Regions from separate parts of the Hordeum vulgare genome. Here region 2 is linked to region 1. Evidence: chromatin contacts called from public Hi-C data. All regions are on one chromosome and are shown on one strand. Each heading gives the region's core, a stretch centred on a gene start, on an enhancer-like site or on the middle of the called end of the contact. The rest is flanking DNA. Distances are from core to core; before and after follow the strand shown.

Region 1 (5,865 bases), core at 1,492-3,991:
TAGTTTATTTTTCTAGTTTGGTTATGCTTTGTGTCCTCCTCATGAAAACGAGGTGACGACAACTCCTTAAAAATGGAATAAGATTATTCCTAGCTAACTCATGTCTCGACGATGCGTGTAGCATCGTATGAGGGTGTGTGGAGGTGTGTCTACAATGAACCTTGCGGTCGAGTGTTTGTCTTCGATGGATCCGCTTTGATACGGTCTTCGCCCGTGTGTGTGCATGTGTATGCAAATTGGATCCTTCTGATGTACACTTTTCTTCATCAACCATGGTTGATGTTCTGTTGCACAGGTCTTCTGAGGCCTTCGCGCAATGAATTTTTGAATGTATACTACAATAAGGTTGCCCAACTCTCATGAGGAAGGGGTGATGATGATGGTACACCTTCTGCTCACTTCAGTATTCGCACTCATCTCTACGTGGTCTATAGATCTAGATGTAATCTCTATTTACCTCTAACGCTCTTTGTACTGCCTTGACAGTTGATGAATAGCTGGAAAAGTTTCCACAAAAGTAAATTAAGCCTAACTAAAGATACCCTAAGCTACTCCCCTTAAAACATCTATAAGTCACTAATTAAATCTAGAGTTTATGCTTCTCACAGAAAAATGCACTTGATGCCCTTTGGTGTATTTTCCTAAAAAAGAAAGAAAGATTGACAAACCACGCAAACCTGGCCAAATGGACCGTCCCGACCACCCCTCACTAAACAAGCCTGGCATGACATGGCCATGACAACCCGTTTATAAGCGGACATATTATGTCAGCATGCATGCTACACTTCCACGCCAGACACGACACATTAGTTAAGTGTGTCGACCCCGTGACTCTGTTATGGGTTACGTGTTTTGGGGTCAATTTAGGTTGTTTTGAGACTTTTGGGCCTATATATAAAAAATAAATTTTAAAAAACATTGTGTGCAGCCATGCGAACCTCACTTTGCGGCCGAGGCACAACCCCCGGCATTCTGCATGCCGAGCACGACCCGGTTAGCCACGTGCCGAGCCACACCCATGATGGGCTGAGCATGTGTGCTAACACGCGACACACGGTCCAATTGTCGGGCAAAGGTGGCCATTTGGGTCAGGCCAAGCACGACGAGACGGTAGCCCGCGTGCCAAACCATGATGGGCTTGGCCCGACACAAATTTAATTGGGCCATGTGAACGGCATGGCCCATTTACCTTTTTATATTAGCGTTAAAACATGGACCTCCTATGTGCCACTCGTTGTGGCCGATTGTCGAGCGGACGCACACGGGGTCGCCCCACTAGGCCAGCCTAGTTTTTTTTTTATCTTACGAAAATCTGATAACTTCCTTTTTTGCTATTCCTTTTTCCCTTTTCTGCTTATTTCCTTTCTCTTTTTCTTTTTTGGTCCGTATTTTCTTTCTTTCTTCCTTTTCTTTTTGAATTTGAAGCAAACACATTTTTGAATTTGAAGAGCATTTTTTGAAAATCCAGAATTGTTTTTAAATTTATGAACAGTTTGGAAAACGACATTTTTTTTGTAATTTGGAACATTTTTTAACAGCAAGAAGATTTTTCGAAATTTAAGAACAACTTTTGAACATGAACTTAGTTTAAAAGCTGTACAAAATTTTGATATTTCGAATTTTTCTTGGAATTACAGAATATTCTTGAAAGTACCGAAAATTTGCTTAAAATACCAAACATTTTTGGAAAATCTCAAACATTTTTTGAAGTTATGATTGTATTTGAAAAACGACAACTATTTGAAATTTAGAACATTTTTTTAAAAGGCAAAAATATTTGTAAAATTTGAAGAACAATTTTTAAAACCGAGAACATTTTTTTAAAATCATGAATATTTTTTGAAGTTATGAATGTTTTTTAAAAACGGCAAGTAATTGAAATTTAGAACATTTTTCGAAAAAGACAAAGACATTTTTCCAATTTGAAGAACAATGTTTGAATATCCAAAATATTTTTTGAAAACACAAACATTTTTTGAATTTATGAACAAATTTTGGTAATCAACATTTGTTAAAAAGTCGGAACATTTTTTGAAATTTAAGAACAATTTTCGAACACAAACTTAGTTTAAAAATTGAACAAAATTTTGTTATTTCGAATAGTTTTTGAAAATAAAAAAGTTTTTTTAAAATACCCATCATTTTCTTAAAAATCGAACATTTTTTAAAAATTTCGAATATTTTTTGAAGTTATGAATGTTTTTGAAAAATGACAACTATTTAAAATTAGAACGTTTCTTTAAAAACAAAAAAAAATGTATTGAAGAAAAAAAATGAAAACCCTAAACATTTTTTGAAAATCAAGAAACTTTTTTGAAACAGAAACAGAAAACAAAAAATTACAGGAAAAAATAAAAAAAAAACAGTTTGAGAAATCTTCTTGAAGTTTTCCAAAACATGAAAAACTTGCTGGAACCTCTAGAAGATTTTCCAAAACCGAAATCAATGAAACGTGTGAATGGGCCAGCCCGTTTAAATTGCTCGCCTGCTCTCCCTGTGCATTTGCCGGACACTTTGATGCAACAAGTGTGAAATTGGATATTCTGTTAAAACAGCATACAATCAGGCTGGTTGGTGGGCTAGACCTGCCGATGGGCCGGCCAGTTTCCTTGTTCTGCCGTGCCTGGGCGAGGGAGCACAGCACACGTCTCAGCCCAGCACGGTCCATGTAGTTGACGTCCCCTAAAAAAACAAAACAAAAAAAACAATGTACTTGACCACGTGCCTGGGTCTAATATCGAAGTCGAAGCAACCAGCCCAGAAGGGCCGAAACCCAGTCCCGCTACTCCACTTTCCCTTCTCCTTCCAATCCACCACTCCGCCGCTAGGGTTTTCAGGTTTTATTGCGCAGCAGCGGCGGCGGTCGGCGGCGACAACCAAACCACCGCGAGAGCTCGAGCGAACTCGAGGTGGGGGGAGATGAGGCTCCTCACGCACAACTTCCTGGCGTCGAACGTGAAGGGCGTGAGCACGGGCTACCCGCTCGCGCTGGAGGTCGCCAAGACGTCCATCAAGGAGGTGGAGCTCAACGTCGACTTCCTCCGCGGGATCCTTCCCAAGATCGACTGGCGGGCGCTCTTCGCCGCGACCAGCGCCGCTGGGTTCCCGGAGCTGCTCGCGGCGGAGCAGCCGCCCGAGGCAGAGCTCTTCGCCGAGGGCGCCGCGGACGTCGAAGGCAGCGCGATCCGCCGCCTCCACCACGCGCTCCTCGAGATCCACGTCGAAGAGGGCACCCTCGTTTGCCCCGATAGCGGCCGCTCCTTCCCCATCCTGAAGGGCGTCCCCAATATGCTTCTCCACGAGGACGAGGTGCGGCACTGACTCGCGAGTATCACCAGCCGGCTGCCTTGCTTGCTTGTTTGTTTGCTCGTGCCACATACGGTTGGTTATGTATGCACTTCCAGGGCTTGGACTCCTAAGATTGTGCGTATGAACTATCTTAGTATGAATTGTGTATTTTTGAAGTCGTGCCTTGATAAAAACTACTCCTACCTGTGACGTTTTGCTCCAAATCGCGCTTTTGTTTCATATATTGGGGCTTCTGAACCTCGACTTTACTCAACTGCAGCTGCCATTCTTGTTGGCAAATTGTCCTTGGGTAATCATGAATGATTTAGTACACGGTAGTGTGAGGGATTGCTTTAGGGGGCAATCAACATATGAAATTACAGTTTATTTGTTGTTAAGTACAGTATAATTTGGAGTTTTGTTGAGGAAAATAGGAAATTATTTTTTGATTGAGTAATTTGGGGTCAAAACTATTGTACTTTAGGATCGAAACTCTGGAATTTGCTTAGCGTGCATTTTTATTCTCACTGAGGTGTTAGAATATTCAATCATCTTGTAGTATGCATGGTGTTAGTACTGTGATTGGGACTGGTAATGAATCAACCATTCATCTTGTATACTAGATGAAATTTTGATTATGATTTGTGCCAAAACTACCAATTGAGGGCTGTATGAATCTGGCTGTATTTTTTGTTATGTGTATGTAGGGTGTGTTCAGGTGCAGAGTTTTCAGCCATACCCATCAAACAATTTCGTACACTTGTTTGAAAATCCGAATCTTCCTCTTACTGGATCTCATTGGTGTACACCATATATATTCTTCTTATACCATACATCATTGGTGTACCTGTGTTGATTCAAAATAAGAAAAACCTGTGTTGCACACATCTATATGCTAACACACTGTGTACAAAATAAGAAAAACCTGTATATGTTAACTCTGTGTCCAATCTAATGGGCGAGTCTCGAAACTGCATGCTAGTCTTAATCATGTACTCCCTCTGTACCATAATATTTGTTGTTGGGGAGAACTAATCTAGTTTTCCCCAACAAGTATTTGGGAACAGAGGGAGTAGACAGGAACATCAAGTCCCACAACTGTTTTCTACTATCCGTCTATCCCCAAGTGTCGTTGTCAGTTGTCCTATTTGTTATGGCAGCATAGGCATCAGTTGCTTGCTTGCTCATATCATTTTCCCATTTGGGTCCAGCCGCCAACTTCCACTTGATGTTCAATGTTTTTGTAAGATGCTTTACCTTTTAGAAATGTGGTTAAATCGTAACAACAAAGTAATTGAGAGCTTATGGTGATCCTGATAGCAATTGGCCGGTTAATGTTTTGCTCCTTTATACAGTCCCCTATAAACCGAGTTGTTTCCATTTTTCTGGAGCAGATATTCGTCCATTTTATTGCTTGCGTTTTAGGTGAATAGGTTATGCCAATGGCTTTGATATAAAGTTCAGTACAAAAAGGTGTGCAAGTTTTGTATTGTAGGTTTTTAGATTTTTGGTACATAATACTACCCCAGCAACTAAATCTCCAGCGAAAGTATCAACTAAATTTTACAAAAGCTAACATGATGTACTGTTTCACAACTATATATGTGGATATGTGCAGCTAGACACCCAGTACTGTTTGAGGAAATCTCCATATGTATTTAACAGTTGAGAACTTTTGTCAAATGGAGCTCTGGGTTCTTTTGGTCATGTGAGATCCAACCAGGATTTTTGTTGTTGTAGTAGCACCTCTGAATTCTGCACTGGTCCACACAAATTGCAGCAGATCAAGCTAGGCAGCTAGCTTGGCCTACGAAATAATGAAACCCACAACTCCTGGTGGTTGGGTTGGTGACCAAAATGCAAATTTCTAGCGTTAGTAGTCTGCAGGCACATCACAATGTGGTGGGACGTCCTGAGAGGCTCGTTTTAGGAGCATAGAGAGAAGTTCTGGTTTTGGGTGGCAGTTCCATATTTGACTAAGACGTTTGATCACTTGTACACCACATCTCGCTGTACGTCCAGTGCGTTCATTATAGCTTCATCCAGTACACATTTGCAAGACTTGCTGTAGAAATCTTTGGAAGATCATGTCTTATGGTACTGGTACGGCGGCCGGGCCCGGCCATTGAAGAACCTTCAGCTGCCCCTGTTAAATGCAACCCACTGTGGGTGCACGCCCGTTCTAGGAAAATGAATGGTGAAACATTGATTGAGGAGTGAGGACTGATGGAACGGGCCAGTTCCAAGATCAGAAGTAGGAGCAACATTTTCTTGGTAGGCCAACTCCAACGCACGACCCTTCGAAAAATACAACTCAATCGAAAATTAAACTGTCAAAATACAACTCAATCGAAAATTAAACTGTCAATTGTTGCACGTCTGAAATACTGTTATTATAACCCAATCAAAAATAGAAATAATATCAAATAGTATTATTATAATCCAATTAAAATTTGTTTGCACGAAAAGAAATTAAATCAATAGATGCATCTATTGGTTGTCAATGTGAGTTTACATGTGCTCAACGAAGTCATTCTGAAGCTGGATATGAGTATGTAATAACAACCCAATCAAAAA
Region 2 (6,590 bases), core at 2,713-5,212, 310 kb after region 1:
ACTACACACGGAATGCATGCCTACATCACATCGACGAACGGGAGCTAGCCACATATCTCTCCATGTTATAACTGTTGCATGATGAATGTCATCCAATGAATAACCGATCCATTGCCTACGAGTTTGTCCCACTGCTGTTGTTACTTACTTTGCTCTGGTGTTGTTACTACTTTTGCTGCTACTGTTACTTGCTGCTACTTTTACTTACTTTGTCCTGCTGCTGCTGCCACTACTGTTACTTGCTATTGCTACTTGCTACTGCTGTCACTACTGCTGCTCCTTGCCAATGTTGTTACTCGTTACACTGCTGCTACCTGCTACAATACTTTTCTGGCACCATTGATACTTCAGTTAGGAATAGTATGCCTTGTCAACAGATTGTTTCTGGCACCGTTGCTATCATACTACCTTTGCTGCTTATATCCTGCTTGCAGATACTAATCTTTCAGGTGTGGTTGAGCTGACACCTCAACTGCTAATACTGGAGAATATTCTTTCACTCCCATCGTGTCGAACCAACAAATTTGGGTTGAATACTCTACCCTCGAAAACTGCCGCAATCCCACACGATGGTGGGCCATTACAAGACAATTGCTAATTGTTGAGCAACTCGAAGCAACTCTTTTCTGGCGCCGTTGCCGGGGAGGCATCAAGTCAGGAATAGTTGCACGTCAACAACTAGCCAGTTGATCAAGGATGGTTAAGGTTTCCTGACCATAGGCAAGTGTTGTCACTTGATGACGAGATCACGTCATTGGGAGAATGATGTGATGGACAAGACCCAAACTATAAACATAGCATGTGATCATGTCATTTTGTTGTTATTGTTTTCTACATGTCAAGTATTCATTCCTATGACCATGAGATCATGTAACTCACTGACATCGGAGGAATGCCTTGTGTGTATCAAACGTCGCAACGTTACTGGATGACTATAAAGATGCTTTACAGGTATCTCCGAAGGTGTCCGTTGAGTTAGCATGGATCAAGACTGGGATTTTTCACTCCGTGTGACAGAGAGGTATCTCGGGGCCCACTCGGTAATACAACATCACATACAAGCCTTGCAAGCAATGTGACTAAAGAGCTAGTCACGGGATCTTGTATTACGGAATGAGTAAAGAGACTTGCCAGTAACGAGATTGAAATAGGTATGGGGATACCGACGATCAAATCTCGGGCAAGTAACATACCGAAGGACAAAGGGAATGATATACGGGATTGTTTGAATCGTTGACATAGAGGTTCAACCGATAAGATCTTCATAGAATATGTAGGATCCAATATGGACATCCAGGTCCCGCTATTCTATATTGATCGGGGAGTGTCTCAGGTCATGTCTGCATAGTTCTCGAACCCGCAGGGTCTGCACACTTAAGGTTCGGTGACGTTTCGGTATAGTTGAGTTAAAGGTGCTGGTGACCGAAGCTTTGTTCGGAGTCCTGGATGAGATCCCGGACATCACGAGGGTTTCTGGAATGGTCCAGAAACGAAGATTGATATATAGGATTGTTACATTTGGCTTTCGGAAAGATTTTGGGCATTGACGGCAGTGTACCGGGAGTGACGAATGGGTTCCGGGGTTTTACTGGGAGGGGCCACCCACCCGGGAGAGAACCTGATAGGCCCATGGGTGGCACACCAGCCCTTAGTGGGCTGGTGAAGCCAGCCCAATAGGGCTATTTCGGCCAAGGAGAAAAAAACAAGGCAAAGGGAAAAAAAGAGGACGTGGGAAGGAAGAAAGGGACTCCTCCGTCCAAACCGAATTGGAGGAGGATCCCTCCTCTCCTCCCTCGGCCTAAGCCCTCCTACTTGGAGTAGGAGGCAAGCCCCACCCCTTGGTTCCTCCTATATATACTAGAGGTTTTAGGTTTTTTTGAGACACAACTTTGCCACGTGCAACCCTAAACCTCTACTTCATAGTTCTTCCTCTAGATCAGATTTCTGCGGTGCTTAGGCAGATCCCTGCAGGAATAAGATCATCACCACCACCGGCGCGTCGTCACGCTGCCGGAGAACTCATCTTCTTCCTCGTCTCTCTTGCTGGATCAAGAAGGCGGAGATCGTCATCGAGTTGTACGTGTGATGAACGCGGAGGTGCCGTCCGTTCTATACTAGATCGGGACGGATCGTGGGATGGCAGCGATTTGGACCGCGAAGACGTTCCACTACATCAACCGCATTTCTTAACGCTTCCTGCTTAGCGATCTACAAGGGTATGTAGATCCAATCTCCCTCTCGTAGATGATCATCACCATGAGAGATCTTCGTGTGCGTAGGAAAATTTTTGTTTCCCATGCAACATTCCCCAACATCGTGGAGTTCCTACGAACAATGCAAGCAAAGAAAAGAATAAGATTCGGCCCGGCTAACTCACAGTCGATCCGATTCTCGGGGGCTACACCTAGTGGGTGCGCTAGCGCGCCCCAACTAAAAAAGCAACTACAAGTAGAACACAATGAGATTCGGCCCGGCCAATTCTCGGTCGGCCCGATTCTCGGGGGCTACACCCACTGGGTGCGCTGGCGCGCCCCCACTGGCGCAAGAACAAGGAAGAAAAAACAAATCAAAGCAAATGAAAAGAAAAGGCTTGAGGACTTACGGCTGTTCGGTCCTCGAGGCAATCCAGGTCGCATTTGGCCATCAGGGCCGCATGTGACACCTTCTCGCGGCTCCGAGAGAATTCCGCCACCAGAGTTGGGATGTTGCTGAGTTCGGCGCCTAGGGGCAGAGTTACGCGTTCGGCGTTGGCCACACACCAGGTCTTCATGGGCCGGCTCCTAGCGCGGTCGGGCCGCGATTGGCCACGACAATGGTGCCGTCTGCGGGTGGTGGGCCCGCGGCTGGCTCCCTCGATGTTCCGGACGGCACCGTCTCCGCAACCGGAGGTGGATTTGCCGTCTCCGGCGCCTCCATCGTCGTCTCCGGCGCCTCCATTGTCATCTCGGGTGCGCCTTCTACATCAGCTTCAGGCGCGTCGGGGATCACATCGAGATCCACTGGCGTGGAGGGTGCCGGCTCGGCGAACTTGGCTTTCCCGGCCCCCTTGGTGCGGCTTGGGGCCGGCTCGCTAGCCAAATGAAAATTGAGTTTGATTTGTGTGTATTCATCTAATTCATAGCCAAAGCTTAGAAACTGCAACCAAGATGAAGAGAAAACATAGCCAAACTTTGGATACTACAAATAAGAAAAATGGAAAAGGGTGTAAAAGGTGACCTTTGCTAATTCTGAATTTTAATATCACATATAATGCATAGTTCATGTCGTTATTTGCTCTCAAATTACCGCTCCCATACATGTACAAGTGTAGATCAGGGAAGGAGAAGAAGATGAAGCTTGCTAAAAAGGATCGAAGTTGTCCTATGGTACCATTTGACAGCCTTGCAATGGGCACTAGAAGCAAAAAAGATTAACCCAGCCAGCCCCGCAATGAGACAAGAAGCAAAGAAAAGGCTTAGCTTGTGAACAAAATTTCATTTCTTTCGGTTAAAGTCACTTACGTTGCTGCTCATGTCATGTGTTCATGTCGTTTTGGTCACTTTTGTGTAGTCCATGGTTATGATGACAATCCTTTTGTGTTGCTCATATGATGTGGACTTAGATGTTGAACCCATATATGTGAATCTGGATATGTTGTACGTGATATATGCATATTTGGATGTGAGCCAAGCTAGTGTTAAATATGGAATTCTCTCTTTGATTAAGCCCACACGTTAGGGTGGGAGAAAATACAGAGGAGAAAGGCATATGCATCCCAGGACTCGATGCTGCTCGGCAGAGGAATCATACGCAACGCATCGCGCCGGGCAGGGCAAAATGCTATACTAGTCTCGTGGCATCGGGCAGGCACCAGACACCAGTACGAGCGCCGACATGTTTCAGCTCAGCCTCCCGTGACGCTCCGAAATTTAGCATCCGCTTCACCTTTTTAATCCCTCCCCGCTATAAGAAAAGCAAGCAAAGAATCGCCTTTCATGCTTCTCCGATCCTCGTTTGGGGCGTCCCACCACCACCAAGCAAACCAAAACCCCAAACTTAGCAAAAACCCAAATTTAACCCCGCTCGCTCTCGTCTTCTCGTCCCCCACCGCCGCTCCTCCTCCCCGCCGCGCCAGCCTCTCTCCGCCCGGATCCTCCACCCTTTGTCGGCGATCGCCGGAGACCCCCGCGCCGGTGATCTCCGGCGGTCGCCAGCAATGCCTCCCCCACCGCCGTCCGTCGCCGGCAAGGCCCGGTGCTTCTTCAGCTTCGCGGCGATGCGGGACCGCTGCTTCAGCCGCCGCTTCCTCGCCGCCGGCCTCCGCCCGGTCTCCATCCAGCTCCCCGACTCGGCGGACCCCGTCACCACCGTCCACATGTGGGTCCCCGCCAGGCCGCCACGCAACCCCCTGCTCCTCCTCCACGGCTTCGGCGCGTCCGCCACGTGGCAGTGGTACCCCTACCTCCGCCCCCTCATCGCCGCCGGCTTCGACCCCATCGTCCCCGACCTCGTCTTCTTCGGCAACTCCAGCACCCGCCTCCCCGATCGCTCCGACACGTTCCAGGTCCGTCTCGCCGAGGCCTGGGCCCGATCTGTCAGCCTTCACCCCCTGCATCCTCATCCTTGACACCTCTCTGCTTGTGTCAGGCGTGGTCGATCAAAACGGCGCTGGATGCCATCGGGGTGACCAAGTTTGGGCTGGTTGGGGTCAGCTATGGAGGGTTCGTGGGGTACAGGATGGCGGCGATGTACCCGGACGCCGTGGAGAGGGTGACTATGGTGTGCGCCGGCGTCTGCCTGGAGGAGAAGGACCTCGCTGAGGGTCTGTTCCCTGTGGCCGGGGTCGATGAGGCGGCAGCGCTGCTGGTGCCACGGCGGCCGGAGGAGGTGCGGCGCCTGGTCAGGCTCACATTCGTGAAACCGCCAATCATCATGCCGTCGTGCTTCCTTTGGGACTACATTAAGGTCAATTGCCGCTTCGTTCTGATTTTCGCTATTAAATTTTACTAGTACAACTGGTTTGAAATTCACTATATTTAATTGAACGACGCGACTACAGGATGTCAGATAATAACATTATAAAATCATAGGAGGGACTAGAGAATTATGTTTTCTAAGTCAGCATTGGGCAGCAGCTGTGTCGAGTTTTGTTTCATTTTTCACATACAAGATTTTACTACTTTGCACGCGGTGGTGCAGGCAACCGACTTGCTCATTTAAATATCTGCAACCTGATCGTCTGGCCCAGTTTAATCACTTGAAGCCTCTGTCAAAATGGTCTACACTTGAAATACAGGATCCTGATAGGCACATACTATCCATGTTAGTTTAATTGGCTGATTACTGATTGTACTGCACATCCATCTTCGCTCTCGAGCCAATTTGATTTGCAAATCAAACACTGCCACAAATCTTTACCTAATAATAAAGAGGCTATGGCTTCCGTCGGAAAACCCACTGAGGTGATTTTACAAAAAAGCCCTTACTGTTTATGACATTAAACTCATAGTATATATTAAATATTTTTTTAAATACTCATATCTTTTCAACCGTAACTCCAAATTTAACATATTATACATGGAATTTGATTAGAAAAATATGTAGAATTTAAATATGATATCATTTTATCTGTTAAACGTTTAATAAAAATACTATCTAGGGTGCAATCTTAATAAATAAGTCATTATTCGTCTTTCTTTCATACCGGTACTCATCCGGGTTGGGGATGAACACGTCAACAAAATTAGGATTAGAGATGAAACTGAAGGTCACTTGACTGATTCTCTGTACGTATTAAATCTACATGCAAGCCGTGTTAAAATAAAAGACCTGTGAAATTTTGAACTGCACTTTTGTAGGATAAGACCATCTTTATTTGTATCGTAACTATAAATTCTCAAATTATAGACATTTTTTATAAATTAAAAGCGTGTGTTGTGTGGTATTTCTTTTCCCCGTTGCAACGCATGGGCCCTTTTGCTATTATAACCTAAGTAAAGTGGTAACATCTGTTTGCCTTCCAGTTTTTGCACATAATTTGTCAGATTGCTTCGAGAGAGATGTGTACTGAGGTGGCATATGGAGTGGAGGGGGTATTTATTGCACTATTGTCTGTTTGTTGTGGTTGAAAGCAACTCACTGAATCCATTACGTGGCTGATGTAATGAGCGCCAGAGATTTGCCGGAGCCGGCAAAGCCTCGGAATATTCACACGTGTCAGCAGCTTAGTAGCACATCACTGTTTTTGTTTGTCCTGGTGCATATGCTTTACATATGTGATCTGCTTTTGTTGAGTCAGAGGCATTGGTCACCCGACACTTGCAAGTGGAGGGTCCATAGTAAATTAGTGATAACATACATGATTTAATAGTTCTGTAGGCCCATCATTTCTTTGCTCACTCATGTATACCTTGAGTTCACATTTGTGTATGGTTGGCACAATGAGTTAATTAGCATAGTATGCCCCTTTGGCTGTTTTATTATCTCCTATAAATAAATTGTTTGTTACAGCACATAAAAGCCAAGGATAGTGAATTAACTAACTTGCATGTTGGAGATCGGTTGGAGTTGCAGTTCAGATGCAATCAGTTGTTTCTTAGATAGGGGTGGCA

What was found. Hi-C and Micro-C count contacts between places; a contact is called where the count stands out from the background.
Region 2: a Hi-C map of seedling shows a contact between it and region 1, with 5 times the contacts expected there. The contact joins the promoter of LOC123425249 here to the promoter of LOC123425247 in region 1. A contact is called at or near these places in 3 of 6 Hi-C or Micro-C datasets (leaf and seedling) and 1 of 1 datasets of contacts at active chromatin or transcription factors (embryo).

The regions. Positions count from the first base shown.
Region 1 is chr2H:91,252,562-91,258,426 of MorexV3_pseudomolecules_assembly, forward strand. LOC123425247 (multifunctional methyltransferase subunit TRM112 homolog A-like) reads left to right here and starts at 2,742. Exons shown (of 1, transcript XM_045108922.1): 1 at 2,742-3,562. The coding sequence starts at 2,920. The coding sequence ends at 3,321.
Region 2 is chr2H:91,557,338-91,563,927 of MorexV3_pseudomolecules_assembly, forward strand. It overlaps LOC123425249 (2-hydroxy-6-oxo-6-phenylhexa-2,4-dienoate hydrolase-like), which reads left to right and starts at 3,963. Exons shown (of 6, transcript XM_045108925.1): 1 at 3,963-4,543; 2 at 4,627-4,944. The coding sequence starts at 4,196.